3 separate regions of the Mus musculus genome follow, and regions 1 and 3 are each linked to region 2. The links are chromatin contacts, called in public ChIA-PET and HiChIP or PLAC-seq maps. All regions are on one chromosome and are shown on one strand. Each heading gives the region's core, a stretch centred on a gene start, on an enhancer-like site or on the middle of the called end of the contact. The rest is flanking DNA. Distances are from core to core; before and after follow the strand shown. Region 1 holds the start of Arid5a (AT rich interactive domain 5A (MRF1-like)). Region 2 overlaps Uggt1 (UDP-glucose glycoprotein glucosyltransferase 1). Region 3 has its middle 18 kb from the start of Arid5a.

Region 1 (3,252 bases), core at 469-2,968, 150 kb before region 2:
AGCTGAGAGTCCTAGGGGCTGCATAAAGGCAGAGAGGGGTGTAGGGGCACCAGGTATGAGATTCCAGACTCCAACTGCCCTGAGAGAGCCCAAGAGATCCTACTCCTGGGAGGACTGAGTCTTCACCGCCCCACCCTTCATCCATACGTTTGATGAAAATTGCTCTCTCTATGTATCATTTCCGGTTTTCCCACCCCACCTATGCTGAAACAAGCTGCAGAGGTTGACTCAACAGAAGGCCAAAACCCCTACACAGGGAACTTCCGGACCTCACTTTTCCTTTCTCCTCCTCTCCTCACCCTAGCACGGTGCCTGCTACACTCGTCCAAGAGGCAATCTAGATCATTACAGATCAGCTTCCCACCGAGGGCAGCGGAAGGCCACTAGGAAAGAAGAGAAAGAGCAAGGAGTTTTTGAAGCCTGGTCCTCCCTCACTGTCAGACCTTAGTCTGTCTCTATGCCTCAGTTTCTCTGTAATAGAAGACGGGGTGGGGTATATAATTCTAGGCCATTCTGCCTCTGTCACTTCAAGTTCTAGGCCAAGCAGTCATTTAGGACACTAACTGCTGTAGAGACAGACCCTCTAGCTTAACATTCCTCACCCTCCCCTGCCCAGGCATCCATCCTCTTTAGACACTGAGATCCTTAGATTTGCATCAATTCCCAGCAGTGCCCGCGGGGCGGGGCAAGGAGCACCTGTTACACTCATCTGAAATGAAAGACTCTGCAAACTAGGGGATACAGCCTGAGCAGCACAATTTGGGATTAATTTGAGGCCTTCCCGGCCTACGGTTGGCCCCACTGTGCCTGTGGGTTAGGTGTGGGATGTGACCCCGGCCAGGGAGCAACGCCTGGGTAGTGAGTGCAAAGGGCCACAGATCGGTGGTGTGGTTGTGCCCCTAGTTCGCAATAAGAGCAAAGCCAAACTTGTTCGTCGCACTCTGGCAGCCTGAGCTTCTGCCCTCGGTCCACTAAACACCCCCAGTCCAGGGCCATCACCCTGTCCCTTTGAAGAGACCCGAGGGAAAAGAGGGAAACTCAGAAGATCAGGCGGGTAAAAAGAAACCGTCTTTCCTGCTGGGGGTTGGAAAGAAAAAGAAACAAAAAGAAAAAGGAAAGAGAAGAGAGAAGGAGCAGGGGATCTGAAGCGTGTGACCGTCAAACCATCAGCATGTCCCTTGGCAGAAAAGAGGAACCGTTGATTCTTCAAAGCGCATTGAGCAATTTCTTCAAAACCCGCGCAGTCACTTTCAGGAATCGCGGCCGCAGTGGGAAGCGCTGCGCGCGGCCCGGGCGCCTCGGTTTCTGAGAAGCGAAGCGCTGGGCTGGCACGGGGCAGGGAGGGGCCCGCGGCCGAGAAGCTGCTGCTGACAGCTGTCACAACAAATGGGCCCAGAGCAGCTCGAGATTGAAACCGCAGCAGGAAGTGTGGGCGGCTCAGTGAATTTCAGTCCAGACTCGGAGAGGAGAGTTTCGAGATAAACGCCTGGGAAGCCCCTGGCCGCCCCGACTTTCCACGAGAAGAGAGCACGCAGACATTCGGGTTACCCTGAGAGCCACGATCGCTCTGGGACCCCAGCCCTCTGACCCCGGCGCCGCCCGCCAGCCGCTTACCCATGGCCCAGCGAGAGCGCGCGTCGCTATGCAGAGACCCTCTACACGCACAGCCGTCCTGTCCCAGCGCTCTCGGCGCGACTGACTACCGGCGCCGCTCGACTGCCTCCTCCCCCGCGGACCCGCCCATGGACCCGCCCCCCCCCAGCGCTCTGGGCGCCCATTGGTGAATCCTATTTTCTAGAGCGGAGCAGACTCCGCCCCCTTAGACCCGAGGACGTCTGGGAGTTGTAGTGTGCGCCCACTTTGCAGCTAGGGGCTGATGTAAGAAACTCAAGAATCAACTGCTGTCGCATGTCTGTTGGTTTCCCTAGAGGCAAAACTAGAGTCTTAGAAAAACTGCCCGCTCTTTGTAGCTTGCCAAAGACTGGGTGGGGTTAAATAAAGTGCTTCTGGCTTTTACCTGAAGTGGTCCTGGCCGGTTCCATCCTTTCCAACTTTACACAGTAAGTACTGTTAGCCTACCAGAGGCCAATCTAGAAAGTCTGTGGTCCAGGCCTAATGCCCAAAATGCCCATGTCTACATATGTCATGTAGACTGAGTGAAAGCCACAAGATGGACCGTGCAAAGAGGAAGTGAACGAGTTGAGGGTGAATGTGGACAAGATTAGTAGAGAGAACAGTCATTTGGACCCGTGTGGGTTATAGAAGATGACGCTAAAACTTGAGATTTAAAAGCAGAAAGCCTTATTAGCTTGAACTCGAACTCTGTTCCTATTATGTAGTTAGTATCCCCGGAATCAAATTCTGTTGATTAACTATAATACTCATACAGCTCGGTGCATTTCATACCATCATTATCTTCATTATATAGAGCAAAACAGGCCTGGGTGATTAATTAGCTCATATTACTGGTCGGTGGTAGGGCTAGAGAATTGGGGCACAGAGGAAGGCTTCATAGTTAGCCCCCAACATTTTAGTGTTCCCCTTCACACTGAACAAATGGACAGTCTGCATTTGATGACTTTGACCCTCTGGGCTTTATCCATAAGCTCTGGAATGGCAGATCTGCAAGCTCAGCCTGGAGCAGACACCAGTGAGCTTGGTGGATAATTGTAATAAACCAGTGCTTGCCGATCTGGTAACAGGCAATATTGTGGTTGATATTTATTAACTGCTCAGAATAACGAGCAGAACAATGATTGTAACAGTGCCTCCCACATCCAAGATTACAAACCCCAGTCCACCCCAAGAGATCCAAGACTCTAGCAGAGATGCAATCTACCAAGAGATACCACCTGGAAACTTCACAGGCTTCTAGTCACTGTGTTCATTTGGTAAGGGTCGATTGGTTGGGTTAGCTACAGTGCCAGGTTAGGTATGGAGATCTGCACGCTGCCTTCAGTGTTGCAGTATAGACCATCCACTACCTCCTGGATTGGATACATCTATCAATGAGGCACTCACTACCTTTCAAAGCCACAGCTAATCCGACCTCTGAAAAGGAGGATCCTACCGTCCAGGCAGGAGAGCTCACTCTCAGGCAGTGCTGTTTGTGCAAAGCCTCAGCAAGTCAACACCTGTCTCGGGCAACCTGCGAACAATAAGATCTAAATTTAATTGTCTCCTGAGGCAACTCTTTGCAACAGAAAGTAATTTACAACAGCCAATAAACCCTGCTGAGGAATGATACCTCCA
Region 2 (3,438 bases), core at 592-3,091:
CGAGGACTACAGTTCACTTTAGGAACTTCAGCCAACCCAACAATTGTGGACACAATTGTGATGGCCAATCTGGTAAGTAATCAGTTTATCGATAGTACAACTTCCGTGATGGTTATTTAGACACTGTAATTTATGACAGAACAGTTAGCATTCTGAACCTTGGTGTGAAATAGAACTAACAATGGACTGCTGTGTAAAGTCCCTGCTTGCTCTCCGTGGAGCACTGCAGGCGCCACTGCACTGCCCTGCTGAGGCTCTTTGCCTCTTAGCTTATTGGTTGGTAGTTTTTTGGTTTGGTTTGTTTTACTTACCTCTGGTTTGTTAATTATCTTTTAAACTTTCTTTAATTATCATGGTAATAAGACCCTGAGTTCAGTACCTAGTTCATGAGAGGGGATGGGGTAGATAGGCTGTCATATACACATACATGATCTGCATGTAAATGAAAATGTAAGCATTCATTAGAAACATTTAAATGTAAAGAGACCTGAGCCTGTACTCTGTTTGTGTCCTAGGGATATTTTCAGCTCAAAGCCAATCCGGGAGCCTGGATTCTGAGACTGAGGAAGGGGCGCTCAGATGACATTTATAGGATCTACAGGTAGGACAAGGAGACGGCTTCATTGTAGAGACTGAGCTTTAATTGCGCATTATCTGGGCTTACCCCAGGCATCGTGCGTTATAGTCGAGTTCATGATAAAGCCAAGCTTCTCAGAAGAGTAAGTGTGGGAGAAGTTGTAGGGGATGGGTTGGTTAGCAAGGGGTCTAAGTGCTGATCAGAGCGAGGTCTGTTCTCCATTGCTTTCCCTGTCAGCTCTTATCAGAAGGATGCAGATAGCAGGCAGGAGCTCTGACCACTTGATGAGAGCTGACTGGAAACAGCAGGGTCGGTCCTGTTCAGTACGCTGATGGGAGGTGTTTATCATGACCCCGGCTGTTTTGTACATGCACAGAACACATGAGCTTTGACTGTGTAGTCTGACTGTCGGTCCTGGTCCCTGGGCTGCAGTTGTGTAGGCGTACTCCTACACCAGCCTGTCAGTGACAGGAATTGTCTTAAAGTTCAAACGAACCCCAGAACACCATTTTAAAAATGTGGTCTCTATCCTGTTTAACACAGTTTAAACTCGTCCTTAGTTCTGTGCCAGTTTGTGTAGGGAATGGTTTTCATTATGGTTTCTGTGAACAGCCTAATGTGTGTATTTGCTTTGGCTTCATGGCCTTTTACTTGACATGGAGAAGCAGTGTGGTTTAGTGGGTTTGGTTTTGGTTTTTCTCTCACCCACGCTTGAACTGGACTCAAGTGAGTCTTCTGCCTTAGTCTCCTGTAGCTGAGACCTCAGGCGTGTGCCTCCATACCTAGCTTGTGCAGATTTCTTATTCAATAACTTAGAATTTTGTGCTATAGTAATGTCCTTATTGTAAATAGTAGGCTTTTCCCTGATTCAGTTATTTTCCCAAGAAGGCTTCACAGAATGTTTCTTCTATGGGCCCTGTCCATCTTCTTCCTTGCCTGGGGCTGTGGTGCCGTCCTCTCTGCTGTCTAGGGTTCCTGTCTTCCGAGGCTTCCCAAATGGACAGCCTGTGATTCTGGAATCTTCTGTGCGCCAGCTTTCTCCTCTCCTTTTGCTGCCTGCTGAGTGACAGCACATGCAGTGGCTTCCTCACATTGCTGCCTGGAGAGTGAGATGAGGAGGAAGCGAGTACTCACAGTCGTCCTGCTCTGCCTTGTGGGCCTCGGACCAGAGCGGCTGCACTGTGGGCTTCCTACCAGACACAGAATTGAGTCTGTGCTCTAAACTTGGCTGGTTGTGCCGCCTCTCACACTGTAGCCTAGGCTGGCTTTGATCGCAGTTGATCTCCCTGCTGCTTCCTGTTGGGGTTACAGGTGTGAGTCACCACACTCTGCCAAGAGTTAAACAGCAGAAGCGGCTCCAGGGATGGGCCTGAGTGTGCAGACTGTGAGCGGACAAGCTTTGTCATGATCTGACCAGTGCTTGTCCTGCCTGAGAGCCCATTGATGTTTGCCTGCTGTAGGAAGGAAGTCAGCTCACGTCCCTAGCCTAGAGATGGAGATTTCCAGGAACACTTCTTTGTCCTGTAAAGGTGTTTCTTTCAGACTGTGAGGAAACTGTTGGTTTTAAAAAGTGTTTCTACAATGAAGATGGGCAAGCACAGCCCATCTTGTTGTCTGAGTATTTACCGCATTTTGGGATTGTGATTTCTTTCTCTGTCTTACTTGTCTCTAAGCCATGATGGTACAGATTCCCCTCCTGATGCAAACGACGTTGTTGTCATCCTCAATAACTTCAAGAGCAAGATCATCAAAGTGAAGGTGAGTCTGCTCGGCTTTGTCAGGGAACAGACAGCAGTCCCCCCCTGTGGCCGTGGCCAGCCACTGTCAGGGAACAGACAGCAGTCCCCCCCTGTGGCCGTGGCCAGCCACTGTCAGGGAACAGACAGCAGTCCCCCCGTGGCAGCCGCTGTCGGAGGTACTAACACTTGTGACCGTGCTAGGAGAGCCCTCTCGCGGTAGTTCATTAAGACACTGTTTTAATGTTCTGTTTTGTGTTAATTACTGTTGTGATTTTTACCTTGCCTAACTTACCAATTAAGCATTAGTACAAATAGAGTGAACAAAGCTGTAATATGTATACAGGGTTCTCTACTCTTAGAGTTCATGCATCCAGTAGGGGCTTGGAATGTCTCCATTAGATGAAGTAGGACTGCTGCATTTGGAAGTCATTTTGGTATTCCATTTGGAAGTGGCTTTTGGTTGGTTGGTTGGCTTTTGGATTTTGTTGTTGTTTGTTTTAATAGTTCTAGGGATGCTGCTTAAGAAAAATGTCTTAGTGAAGATAAGATTCTAGCTTTCTTCAGCCAACAGATTGTCACTTTTGGTAATCTCAGAGTCCCATTTTGTGCAAAATGTCCCCACAGAGACTTTGTGTACTCCCCTCTCCATTCTGATTGAGACAGGGTCTCACTATTTAGCCCTGAAGCCCTGATTGACCTGGGACTTGCTATGTAGACCAGGTTGGCCTCGAACTCACAGATATGTTTGACTGCCTCCCAAGTATCAGGATTAAAGGCATTGCACCTGGCTCAGCTTTGCCATGTTTTTTTTTTTAAGTTTTATTTATTTATACACATGTAAATGTGTTTATGTGAATATATGACACTCGTATACCTGTGAAGGGCACAAGAGAGCATTGGTATCTCTTAGAAATGGAGTTACAGGTTGTTGTGAACTATTCAGTATAGTTGCTGGGAACTGAACTCAGGTCCTCTGGGGGAGCTGTATGAGTGTGCTCTGAACCACTGAGCTATCTCTCCAGCTCTGGCTTGGGCGCTTTCATACCCACAATTCATAGAGTTAGTATTTTAGTCTCAGAAGACTGTGGGAAATTCCACTGGCAATTCAACAGTAAGATTATA
Region 3 (3,087 bases), core at 283-2,782, 170 kb before region 2:
AGAGCAGGTCAAGGAATGGGGCATGGCCCATAGTTTTGCAGGAAGAGTGTCGGGTGGATTCTTGCCCTCTCCCAAAGCTAAGGGTTCGGAGTGGGGACTGTCTAAGTCCGAGGTGAAGCAGAGTTGCTCTTCTGGGTCACCATTCTTCTAAGCCTTTTGGGCCCTGCACATGAAAGCGTCCTCTGGGAATTGCCAAAGCAGCAAGTTTCACACTGGTGATGCACACCAGTGGGCACTTGTGCTACTCACAGTGACTATAGACCCCTGTTGCATGGGGTTGTAGCTGGCAGTTGGTCTAATCAGGAGTTGGAAGTGAACACAAAGCTTGGATTGCCCCTAAGAACCAAGTCAGGGCGGGGTGGGGTGGGGTGGTGCAGGGATGCAGATGTGGGTGGAGAAATGGTAGATGCTTTGAGGGCACCTAAGAGGGAAGCCAGAGTTCCTGGGGAAGAGGCTCCAGGATGAAGATGGGGGACGCATGCAAGTGGAGGAGAGAATGGTTTTCAGGCAGATGGAATCCCATGTGTTTCCAGAACTGTTGGGGGTGTGTGACTGCCAGAAGCCTGATGGGGGGACACCCCAGAGCTCAACCCAGGCAGGAACTGCAGAGTGTGGATGCAATGGGGGAGGGGGAGACCAGAAGCCTGAGGAAGGAAGAAGTTTCCAAGCAGACACTGGAGTTTGAATCTGGGGACAGTACAGAGTTGTGGGCCACATCTTAAGTGCAGTGAGCTGATGAGAGCTGGGTATGGCAGGCTTATTTTAACTTGTTCCTAATGCATCCAAGGCCATTAGCCCCATATCAAATGTACAATGATTGGAAGTTCCACCTCTTTAGCCCACCCATCTCTCCCACCTAGTTACCTCTGAAAGAACCATTCCCCCTTCTGTTCACCTCCTTTGCTTCTCCCTTCTCATTTTCCCTCCCCTCTCTATTACATTTATCTGTTTGTTGGGGGGGGCATGCATGCTATGGCGCACATGCAGGTCAGAAGACAACATCCAGTAGTTGTTTCTGTCCTACCACATGAATCCAGGGGTTCAAACTCAATCCGTCAGACTTGGAAGCAAGACCGTAAACCTCTGAGCTCTTTTGAACAGCTTTCCCCTAGAGGTTCCCTCCCTGACTATTACCCAGGCTTTCAACTGTAGCTCCTGGGCAACCCATATCCAAGCCAGGCTTTCTTGATTGGGCTCCCAGTGCAAGCGAGTGATGCTTCCCTATTCTTCATTCCTGTGGGAGGGAAACCACCAGAGCCAGGCTGAGATGTGGCAGTGAGGTCAGGGAACTTGCATCAGACAGCCCATCATCAAGCCCCAGACAATGGTACGGATGTGGCAGGTGAACCTCCACTCCCCTTCCAAGGGCCTTGGCAGACATTACTAATCAATTGCATCACTTTCGCAGTGAGTCAATCCAGAGCTGCAGACAACCACAAAAGTTGGCTTGCCATTCTTGACCCAGACACTATCCAGAAGTCAGAGTCACTGACTCAGAAGGCAAGGTAAAGGGTAGTGGTCAGAACACATGCATGGGTTTCAAAATGCTAAGGTAAAGGACAGGATAAGGCATGGCCAAGCTAGCAAGGGAAGTAGTGACTCACATTCATCAGGACTTAAGTTTACAGAGGGCTTTCTCTAAATACCCTGGCTCTTGGGGTTAAATGACTCACTTCCATACTACAGATGAGACAGAGAAGTCCCAGAGAAAGGGGGGTGCACCTGGTGCCACACAGTATTCTGATCCATGTGGCATACACTTTCTCTGAGCCTTAGCACAGGTAGCTCAAGACCCAGAGTCAGCTTCTCCTCTAACGGGTCACCCAGAGCTGAAACCCATGAGAAGGTGAGAGACAGAGCCCACCCGTGGCCTGCTGCTAGTGGTCTAACCCCTGAGTGGACACAAACTCAGGGAACATTTGCTGACAGGAGACACTCTGGAGATCTCAAATATTACTACTTAAACAGAGCTGCAGGGGTAGCTCATTGGGGCATGTCTTTGGAGGTTATACCTGGTTTGTGTGTTCTCTCCCTCTCCCTCTCCCTGCTCCTGTCCCCTTGCCTCCCCTCCCCCAGTTGTCTACCCTAAGACAAAGAACTTCCAGTGTCTTGTGGTTCTGCCACCCAGTGGCCATGGGCTAAATAAAACCTCTGCTAATGTAGGCAACAACAAATGTGATGGTTTGTATATGCTTGGCTCAGGGAATGGCACTATTCGAAGGTGTGACCCTGTTGGAGTAGGTTTGTCACTGTGGGTATGGGCTGTGAGACTCTCATCCTAGCTGCCTGGAAGCCAGTCTTCTGCTAGCATCCTTCAGATGAAGATGTAGAACTCTCAGCTCCTCCTACACCATGCCTGCCTGGATGCTGCCATGTTCCCACCATGATGATAATGGACTGAATTTCTGAACCTGTAAGCCAGCCCCAATTAAATGTTGTCCTTATAAGAGTTGCCTTGGTTATGGTGTCTGTTCACAGCTGTAAAACTCTAAGACAACAAAACCTCCCATCTCTCAAGTTACTTCTGAAATTATTTGGTTATGATGATCAGCAAAGCAAGTGACACAGGATGCACATTGAGTCCTTCCTCCAGGGCCTAGGGTTTGGCTGTCCCTCATGCTTTGAGCCACTCGGGAATTCTCTTGTCTACATTAGCCTTCATTTCTATTGCTTGCAAGGAAAGGACCCAAGATTGTCACTGGCACACTGGCTGTGGGAAAGTATAGGTCATAATCTATTTGGCTTCTAGCTTCTTGGCCGTTCCTTTCTACCCCAGGGCCCAAGCAGAAAGCCAAGAACCTTAGAGGTAGGAAAGAGCCTCAGGAAAGGTAAGGTCGGGAAGTAGCTGCTCTTTCAAGACACCCACTGGGAGCGCCTCTTCCTTGCTCTCCTTGTATGTCAGAGCCTTTCCTCCTTTGGGGAGTTTCACAGTCAGGGCCAGGTGGCTTCCAGGACTAGAGGCTCCCCACAAAAGGTTGAGCTGCCCCCTGGTAGGATGGGGAGTGTGTTCTGTAGTCATCTGCTCATTAGTGGTCTCTAGATTCAATTCTGCATCACAGAGGACACAGAGACTCACAGGTAGCCAGC

Evidence for each region. ChIA-PET counts read pairs in DNA pulled down with a chosen protein or histone mark. HiChIP or PLAC-seq counts read pairs in DNA pulled down with a chosen protein or histone mark.
Region 1: a contact with region 2 is called in an RNA polymerase II ChIA-PET map of effector CD8 T cells, with 276 read pairs. The contact joins the promoter of Arid5a here to the enhancer-like site in region 2. A contact is called at or near these places in 1 of 39 promoter capture datasets (the HPC-7 cell line), 5 of 115 datasets of contacts at active chromatin or transcription factors (CD8 T cells, effector CD8 T cells, embryonic stem cells and 1 more) and 4 of 9 other capture datasets (adipose tissue, embryonic stem cells, liver and 1 more).
Region 3: a contact with region 2 is called in an HNF4G HiChIP or PLAC-seq map of pancreatic cancer cells. The contact joins two enhancer-like sites. A contact is called at or near these places in 1 of 484 Hi-C or Micro-C datasets (trophoblast stem cells), 3 of 115 datasets of contacts at active chromatin or transcription factors (double positive thymocytes, embryonic stem cells and pancreatic cancer cells) and 3 of 9 other capture datasets (adipose tissue, liver and pancreatic islet).

What each region holds. Positions count from the first base shown.
Region 1 is chr1:36,306,199-36,309,450 of GRCm38.p6, reverse strand. Arid5a (AT rich interactive domain 5A (MRF1-like)) reads right to left here and starts at 1,718. Exons shown (of 7, transcript NM_001172205.1): 1 at 1,615-1,718. The coding sequence starts at 1,618.
Region 2 is chr1:36,158,839-36,162,276 of GRCm38.p6, reverse strand. It overlaps Uggt1 (UDP-glucose glycoprotein glucosyltransferase 1), which reads left to right. Exons shown (of 41, transcript NM_198899.2): 30 at 1-72; 31 at 516-601; 32 at 2,251-2,335. Among named protein-coding and RNA genes, the nearest start is that of Mir6897, 16 kb to the right of the region's middle. Within about 2 kb of position 1,841, at least 87 of the 459 cell types and tissues checked have an H3K27ac peak or open chromatin away from gene starts, as enhancers often do. A contact at or near this core is called in CD8 T cells, the HPC-7 cell line, effector CD8 T cells and 1 more, where this site is marked.
Region 3 is chr1:36,324,481-36,327,567 of GRCm38.p6, reverse strand. No RefSeq gene overlaps it. Among named protein-coding and RNA genes, the nearest start is that of Arid5a, 18 kb to the right of the region's middle. Within about 2 kb of position 1,532, at least 72 of the 459 cell types and tissues checked have an H3K27ac peak or open chromatin away from gene starts, as enhancers often do. A contact at or near this core is called in pancreatic cancer cells, where this site is marked.